Regions from separate parts of the Arachis hypogaea genome. Here region 1 is linked to region 2. The links are chromatin contacts, called in public Hi-C maps. All regions are on one chromosome and are shown on one strand. Each heading gives the region's core, a stretch centred on a gene start, on an enhancer-like site or on the middle of the called end of the contact. The rest is flanking DNA. Distances are from core to core; before and after follow the strand shown. Region 1 holds the start of LOC112727102 (succinate--CoA ligase [ADP-forming] subunit beta, mitochondrial). Region 2 has its middle 42 kb from the start of LOC140177000.

The links. Hi-C and Micro-C count contacts between places; a contact is called where the count stands out from the background.
Region 1: a contact with region 2 is called in a Hi-C map of an unstated tissue, with 3 times the contacts expected there. The contact joins the promoter of LOC112727102 here to the enhancer-like site in region 2. A contact is called at or near these places in 2 of 8 Hi-C or Micro-C datasets (leaf and an unstated tissue).

The regions. Positions count from the first base shown.
Region 1 is chr12:20,724,986-20,729,389 of arahy.Tifrunner.gnm2.J5K5, reverse strand. It overlaps LOC112727102 (succinate--CoA ligase [ADP-forming] subunit beta, mitochondrial), which reads right to left and starts at 3,026. Exons shown (of 12, transcript XM_025776732.3): 1 at 2,634-3,026; 2 at 2,218-2,328; 3 at 1,405-1,516; 4 at 1,126-1,190; 5 at 480-557; 6 at 279-353; 7 at 29-181. The coding sequence starts at 2,735.
Region 2 is chr12:20,616,494-20,621,380 of arahy.Tifrunner.gnm2.J5K5, reverse strand. It overlaps the pseudogene LOC112727100. Among protein-coding and RNA genes, the nearest start is that of LOC140177000, 42 kb to the right of the region's middle. Within about 2 kb of position 1,575, at least 3 of the 3 cell types and tissues checked have open chromatin away from gene starts, as enhancers often do.

The sequences.
Region 1 (4,404 bases), core at 1,777-4,276, 110 kb before region 2:
ACAAATATAGGATATTCCATGTGCTTACTTCTAAAAGAGTGCAGTCAGTTTTGCGGAAAAGATTATACAAATTCTTCACTTGTTCAATAGATTTATTTTTATCAGCTCCTTTGGGAGCCAAGCCATCAACCACCTTTGCAGCATCTTCATCAGTAATTCCTTTAAAAACATCAATCGGTACCTACTAGAAAGAAGGATCCCATCGGGTTATCATGCAAAGAAAATATACTAGCAGGACACAAAATTTTAGTAATCATGAGAAATGCCAAGAATAAGACCTTTATAATCATGTCTGGGAATTTCTCTGCAAGGTCTTCAATGCTGGTTCCTCCCTTACTACATGCAATGACAAGCTGCAAAACCAATAAAAGGAAAAAGAATTGAAATTCAGTTACATAAATACCATAAAGAAGTTGCAAGGGTTTAACACTTTGCAAATAACGCAAATTAAATTTAAACAAACAGTACAGAATACTTACAGGACCAGCAGACTTACGATCCAGGATTATAGAAAAGTACATCTCATTCACAAGTGCCAGTTTTTGACACAAATAAACCTGTAGAAAACAGACAATTAGAAATATCAAAAAATAATCCATCCAGCAGGACCGTGTATCCAGTGCATAAAAAAAAATTTGAACATCATTTCAAAACAAAACAACAGCTCTCATTGGGTATATTGTGCTCATCAAATTGTGTAATTGTGTGTGTGTGTGTGTGTGTGTGTGAATAGATAGCACATATGAATAGAATCAACCAGAAGTATATAGATAGATGATAAGAACAAATAGCACATATGAATACAAGCAAGTCCAGGTGACCAATCCAACCACTAAAAACACTACCAGATCATATGCTAAAAAGGCAACATGAACATTTTGTTCATCCTACAAACATACAGTATAAGAAACTATGTGCTCTAACCATGCAACTTTAGCTAAAAAAAATATTAAAAAAAAAAACAGACACCACAAGTATTAATTATCTGAGAAAGCTGGTGCCACTGTATTACATCTATAAATATCATGTCAAGAGATGAAAATTCCTGGCATATACATGCATACTGAAAATGAAGACATTTCCAGAAATAAAAAATTATAGATAATGATCAAATATATTTCAAACCTTGTTAACTGGTTTTCCCTGAGCACCAGTTTGTTTGGTAACAAGTATCTGCCCAAGCATCTTCCCTGAAATAATAACAATGCCAATAACTACAACAACTGCAAAACAATAATACCACTATGCACATCCATCCTAAATGAACTCAACTCTAAATCAAGACCATAATATTGAAATGAATCAACTGAGATTGTCATATCAAATGCCATACGCATATAAATTCAAATGAGAACCAAAAAAATGTTCATTTTGTGTAGTGACATCAGAGGGAACATGTATTACCAGCAATATCTGCAACCTGGTCAGCCTTAACAATGTGTACACCACCCTTAAGACCATTTTTAAAAGTTCCCAAGCCTCGTCCACCAGCCAAAACTTGACTCTTAACCACGATCTGCACAAACAATCCTAGTCACATCACTTGTCATCACATATTATTTTTCCATAATAAGAGAAATTGTTAGATAATTTTTGAGTAAAAAAATCCGTCCCTCTACACCATTCACAATTCCACAGCTCAGCTATTAAATATTTGAAAGTGGAAACCCATCAATTTGAGCTGTTGAACCGTAAAGGGTACATGTCAACACTTTATATCAATTATTAAAACAACGCAGAGAACTGGTTGTTCTCAATGTTCTCCACAAAAAATCCTAACAAAGAAAAGGGACATCCAAAAGCAAACAAGATGATACATTTTTTTCAAGAAGATCAATTTTGATGCAATGTTAAAGTATTAGTGTCGATTTACACTGACAAGTAATCATATGCTATCACGACAGGTTAGACTTCTGAGACAGTTATATAACAATGTAAATAAATAAATCCTTTTCGTTTAATATTGAAAGGAAAAAATGCAGACAATTTATGAAACTAAACATTGTTGACATTTAGTTTCCCAATTTATGTGAAAGCATCAAGGTTATCACAACTCATATCCTTCCTATCTTTCCTCCTTTTTATTTGTTGGATAAAACAAGAATATCTATAAGCAACCACAAGAAGTAATTATAAAGCATCGCTATCGAAAATCTCAACATGTCAGAGAGTGAAATTCCTCTACAGAAAAAATATATGCTAACTATATCAAATTACCTCGCTTTCATTAGGAAAGACATCCTTGATAACCTTCCTTGCCTCTTCAACAGAGGAAACAGCTACGCCTCTCGGAACATTCACTCCGTACTTGCTCATCAACTCCGCTCCCTATTTTCAATCAACAACAAATAAATAAATAAATAAACATTAAATTAAATTCCGTAGTCATTTCCATCAGTCACACCGCTCGATCCATCACGAAATCGCAGATTCATCATTCTCAACAACGATTCACCAATACCACGAATAATATTACTACAATTATCATTCCATTGTTATTTTTCAACAAGTCAAGCATCAAAATAGATATCTAAACCTAAAAGTGTAAATAATAATCAACGAAATTCAAATCATATTTGAAATTGTCGAAAACAATGAGAGAGAGAGAGAGAGAGAGAGGATAGGAGAGTGACCTGGTACTCGTGGATGTTAAGACGGCGGAGCTGGTTGTGCTGCCATCTTCCGGCGACGGAGAGGGAGCGAGAGACGAGCTTGTTCAATAGTCCCCGAACCATTTTCTTCTCTCTTTACTTTTCTTTTCTTCTTTCTTTTTTTCCTTCTCTGTATTGTGATATAATAATGTTGAGGGATTTTTGATTTAGTTATATTTGAGATCCGACATTGAAATAACGAAACGGCGAGGGAAAAGAGTGAATGGAAAAAGCGAAAATGTGTAATGTGACACTTTTGAACGCGCACTCTTTGTGCTGCACTGCTGCTGCTGCTGCTGAACGCCAATGATAGCGGACCCTAGGATTTCTTTCCCATTTTTATTTTTATTTTATTTTATTAATTTATTTTTAATTATTATTTCTCCTTAAAAAATGCGGTTGAAAAGTATTTAAGAAATGGAAATAATAAATCAATAATAATGTATATTATTAATTTATTATCATTGACCATTATTATTGGAGAGAATAACATCATAACATCGTCAATTTCTCTTGACAAGTATAACATTATTTGTTATTAGGGTGGCTGGATATATGTTTAGCAATCTAGTTAATAGTTAAATTCGTTTTTAAAACATTATTTGTTTATTAAATTAATTTTAAAAAAATTTATCAATTAAATTCGTTTTTTAAAATTTAAGTTAATTATTTTAATTTTTTATTATTTTTAAAATTAATATTATTAACCAGGTAAATTTTATGGTATTTATAATTTGGTGTCTAACTTTTATTTAACTTATTTTTTAGGATAAATTTTGACTATTTAATAATTATTTATTTTTATATTTTTTAAATTAAATATTAATTTTTAATCTTTTTTAATAAATTAAGCAAATACTTTTAGACACCGTAACAATCATCTATTAACAATTAATCGAGTTTTATTTCGAATTAACTTTAAAAATTAAAATTAATTTCGACTCATTAAAATAAATTTGATAAAATATTATAATCTAAGAATGAATCTAACGAATCTAACCGATAAATCCAATTTATTCGAGTTAATACTCAAAATGGTCCTGAAATTTATCTTTCGACTCAATTTAGCCCTCCTATTTCTAATTAACTCAAATTGTACCCTAAAATTTTAAAAACCCAATTTTCTGTTCCTTCACACTAAAAGGGGGTTTCCAAATTTCCATACTGCAAAATACAAACAAACTAACAAAAAGCTCCTGTAACATCCTTCCACCACGGCCGTATTTGTAGTCGTCGCCACCTCTTCCTTGGTCGTGCAACCTTGGCCATTGGCACCGACGTGCACCGTTTGTCGCCCCCCTCCTCCTCCTCATACTGTATCTTCCTGTTCATTCTCTTATCTAGCTTGTATTGGCTGGAATAATCAGCCTTTGAATCAACAGCTTCAATCACATAAAAAGCTTTCTTATTTTCTATTTGTGAATGCAATGCAGAGAAAGTGAAGAAAAGTAGAGCAGCACTCACGACGATAGCGGCATAATCGTGTGTGACGGGGTTCGCGGGTGGGTGTAACACCCTACCACTCAGTTTTATGCTTATGTCATAAAATTGAGGTGGCAAGGTATTACGACCTCTAAAAGTAAAATTATATATAATATAGTAAAAAAAATTATAACTAGGAGCCTTTTGAAAGAAGGTTTAAAACAAAGCGTTAGGCAGAATAGCGCGTCACTCTCGTAAGCGTTAACGTAACGAAGTAGGATAAGAGAGTTTCAAGATACAGATAACAAGGCTCCTGACCCAGCTCGCAAAG
Region 2 (4,887 bases), core at 326-2,825:
CAAAATTCCAAAAATATGTACTAACAATTAATAATAATAATAATAATTCAGTTTTATTAGTGAATATTTAAATAAAACTAAAATAACTAAAAATATAAATTAATAATAATTGAAATTTATAATATTTTATGTAAAACAAAAAAATTAAAATAAATACTAATCATTAATAATAATTCAATTTTTTAATAAATTTTTAAAATAAAAATAAGTCACTAAAAAATTATGTACTAACAACTATTAAATAATTTGATTTTTTAAAAAATATATTTAAAATAAAACTAAAATTACTAAAAATATGTACTAACAATTAATTAATAGTATATATTAACAAACAGTAAACACTATGGTAAAGAGCTAATTTGGTATAGATATAGAGAGATGGGGAGAGATTGACACGTGCCCTTGGTGTGTGACTGGACTCTGGAGGGAGCAGGACCTGACTGTGTTCAGTCCTCCTGGCTTGAATGGTTTAGCTGAGCCTTGTTATTCCCAGCGCCAATGGAGGAGCATGGAAAAGCTTGGGCTCCCTTATACTGTCAATGCTGATATTGGGCTGGGCCCTTTTTGTTGTGTTATATTTTTATAATAGATGACCAGAATTAACATGGTCCATTTGAGGTTTTTTTAGACTGCCGCCGTCGTCCTGGCTGCGGAGCTTCCGTCCTCGTGTCGTCGGCATCCGCGGCATAGTGCTATAGATTTTCCGGCATTGTGCGGGACTCGTGGTCCGAGTAGCTATCCCATCCGTGATTCACAAGTCGCCTGCCGGTGTTTACTGTCGTCGTCTACCATTGCCTCCAACCGTCCTTCCCAGTATTCTGCTCTCCGCCTTCATCGCAGGTAATGTTAATTGTTGCTTAGCTTTCTTCCTAGTCTGCTCAATTCGTGGCATTGTGTCGCTGCTTGACTATGTGTCACTGCTTGATGATCATTAATGACTCGGCTGACCCCTTGTTGCCTAAGTTGAATATGCTGTTAATTAAGTTGAAGATTTTGTTGAAAATGGTGTGACAAAATTGGACTAGTTGCCCAAATTGGACTCTGCTCAATTTTACAGATATTAGTATGTGATTTATACCGTATAAATGTATAATTGGTGATTCTTGTGTTTCTTTATTCTATTGGTCCTAGCCATGATTGCCATATCATTTCTAACCGGCGTGTGGTTATTGACAACAGAATGAAGAGGAATTTTTATCATTTCAAATCCCTATTCTTATTGAAGAGAAGAAACGAGTAAAAGCGATATCTTCCTAATCGAACAAGAAGGAAGATAGTTTATAACTCTTCTTTATATAATAATTCGACCTATTGGTCCGCACTCCTCCTTATCCTTTAGGATAGGATCATCGTTAGTCCTTCTTTCACTAATGATCTCACTATTTTCCATGTTTTGAAAATCGATTCGAACAGACAGGTCCAACTAATCGAACCGGGAATTGATGGAAATGACGATTCGGTTATATGTCAAAGCCGAAAAAAATAAAAACCGTTGTTGAATCGCTCAACCAGCGGCTACCTAGTCAGTCGAATCGAACCGGGACCCAGCCGGTTTTTTACTTTGCCCGAAAATGCTCAAAACGCGCCGTTTAACATTCAGTAACCTCCAACCTTACCACTACCAATTATCAACCCTAACTCACTCCAACTCTCCATCGGCGCGGCAGCACACCCTCCCTCGTCCTTCCCATAACCCTCGAGCTAGCCGTTCCTCTCAACGCCGGCGAGCTCAGTCCCTCCCTTTCGTTCAGCCGCCGGACTACTCCTGACGCCGTCGCCGGTTGGAGCTTCGAAGTTCACTCGGTCCCTCACTCAGCTCTAACGTCTCAGGCTCTCAGCAGTGGAAGCATAGTCGCCGGGCTCGCCTCCTGCCTCCGTCGCGAAGCTCTGTTCCACCGTCGCCGGCGCCATCTCTGTTCCTGCCTCCGTCGCCAGCTCTCCGTTTCCAGCGCCGTCATCCTTCCTTGCATTTGAAACTGTAATGGAGCCTCTGTTTGATTTTGATTCTGATTTGTTTTTACTCTGAACTTTTTATTCTGATTGTTGGTTTGATTCTGATTTATTTTTATTCTTCCAGTCGTCCTCCTACTGTTGATTCTGATTTGTTCTTTGGTTGGGTTGTTCTTGCTTCTTTGGTTGGATTGTTAATTCTATTTTATTTTTACTTTGAATTTTTGTTCTGTTTTTTTTTTTATTAATTCTGGTTTAGGATTGATTCTATGCTTTTGACTCATTCAATGAATTTTTTCTAATTTATTTGTTCTGTTGCTGATTTCTTTAATTCTGGTTTTTTCAGATTTTATTTCTCTGTTATGTTTTATTAGTTGCCAGATCAGAAGGTACAATTTAGTATTATGGCTGATTTGCATTTGCTGAGGAAGATTCAAGATTTATTATCCCTCTCTTGGGTTGAATGAAGTTTTTGTCAAAGTTAAAAGAATGTATCTAAGCAATTGCAACATGCATTGCTATTATTACACACAGCAATTTGATGATTTGTTTGATCTTTGTTGCCTGTGTTGGTGTTTGTTGATGGCCTAAAGTTTTGAGCTGTTTGTTAGATATGAGTTTAGATTGTGATAAATTTTGATCATTGTTATGTTTTGAGAAGGTTTGGCTCAGTGATTAGGTTGAGCTTAATTGCAGAAGAGGTCTTGCTACTTTGTTGAATGCTGCGGTTTATTCACCAAATTAAACTCTTTTAGTCTACGCTCTATATCTCTTTCTACCTACTCTATCGGTGTCTCTGGACATTTTAATTTCTTGCAAGCAACTCATCGTGAATAAACATGGTTCCCATTGTTTACATGAGGGGTATTTTGAGGTATATATACTTGCTTCATTTATATTTCTTTCATTTATTTACTCTTTTGATTTGTTGTTTGATTGGTCTTACATATGATGGATTACTATTGCCTTCTTACTGCAAAACACATGCATAAATGAAATTGTGTAGATCAAATAGAATGTGATTATTAGCATATTTATTCTTTGTAAATTAGCTTATTTTTTGTTATTTAACTTTTGAGTTTGTATTTTGATTAGAATATAATACTCTGGTTGATGATATTTCATCTAATGCTTTTAATTTGAAAGACATTTTAAGGTTTATATAGACTATATTTATGTTTTATGGTGGTTATTTATAATTTATTTTTTATTATAAAACGGTTATTTCGGTTGAACCGGTTGGATCAATAAACTAGTAAACCAATAACTAAAGCAGTTCGATGACTGGTTCGGTTTTCAGAACCTTGCTATTTTCCTTCTTTCATTTGAAAATTTATTGATCTTTATTTAAAATTATATATTAATTTTTTAATAATTTTATTTATATTTAACTAAATTGGTTGAACCCGGTTAGATTACGGTTGGACCATTAAACTGTTGAACCAGTTATTCTATCGATTTATTGACCGGTTCTCTCAACCTTGTCTAAAGCCCTCCCATTTCTAATTCTCTGCTTTCACTCACTCACTCAGTCAATGGTAACCGTCAAAATGCACCGGCTATCAAGGCGCTGCTCCTCTCTATCCGCCGCCCTCCGCCACGCCGCCGTCCCTCACCGTCACCTCACTGTTCCACTTCTATCTTCCATTTCTTCGGTATGATCCATCGCTTTTGTGTGTTTCTCGCGTTGAATCCATTTGATTGATCTAATTGTATCTCCTACAATTCCATGTTAGCTTCACTAGCTACTAGCTATCAATTTTCGCAAGTTTCATCCGTTTCTCTTCAGTTCTGTTTTTTCGGTTAAAAATTTGAATTTTAATTGTAGTTTGAGATTTTGATGTTATGGGAGAAACATTGAACCAGCCGCTTTACCTTTCTTTGTTCTGTTGCTTTAAAAATGTGGGCTTTTTTGAGGTAGTTGTGTGTTATCAATACCTTTTTTTTCCTGGGTTGGAAGCAGGTAGGTGAGGAAGATGCTAAAGCTAGATGGTATTCTTCTGTCTTAAGTTCAGAGAAATCTAGGAATTATCAAAACTTGAAGAAAGATTTGTTTTTGGGGAAGCGATATGAGTCTACTGCTGCAAAGTCTGCTGAATCCAACTCCACATCATCTGATAGATATGAGTACCAAGCTGAGGTATATAGCTCTTTTTTCATGTCCATGTTTCCTATCCTTATAGTGTGAATAATATATCGTATCATGATCATAATTTTGTATCTATGCATCGTTTTGCAGGTTAGTCGGCTCATGGACCTCATTGTTAATAGCTTATATAGTAACAAGGAAGTGTTTCTTAGGGAACTTATCAGGTTTGTTCTTCCACTTCTGCTTATATATGAGTAACATTTAATCTTCACTTTTATGTATAGCTCTTGATTGTTTACTGTTTTAAATACAGCAATGCAAGTGATGCCTTGGATAAGCTACGGTTTCTAGGTGTTACAGAGCCTGAACTTTTGAAAGATGCTGTTGATTTTGATATCCGAATCCAAGCTGATAAAGATAATGGGGTTATCACTATCACGTAAGATAAATGGCTTTTTTAAATTGTTTTTGACTAATATTTTCCTATTTTCGGTTGGTAATGCAATTTTTTGCTTTATGCAGTGATACAGGTATTGGTATGACAAGACAAGAACTCGTTGATTGTCTTGGAACTATTGCACAAAGTGGTACTGCAAAATTTTTGAAGGCATTGAAGGTCTTACCTCTTCTGAAGGATGCTTTATGATTTTAGATGTTTTATGATTTTATTATCTTTATTTATTTTATAGTTATATATCTTATAGGCTGACAAATGTTTATCATTTTAAAAGGATAACAAGGATGCTGGTGGTGACAACAACTTAATTGGTCAATTTGGTGTTGGGTTCTATTCTGCCTTTTTGGTTTCTGATAAGGTATGCATTTTAACAAAAATCAGTCTGTGCATT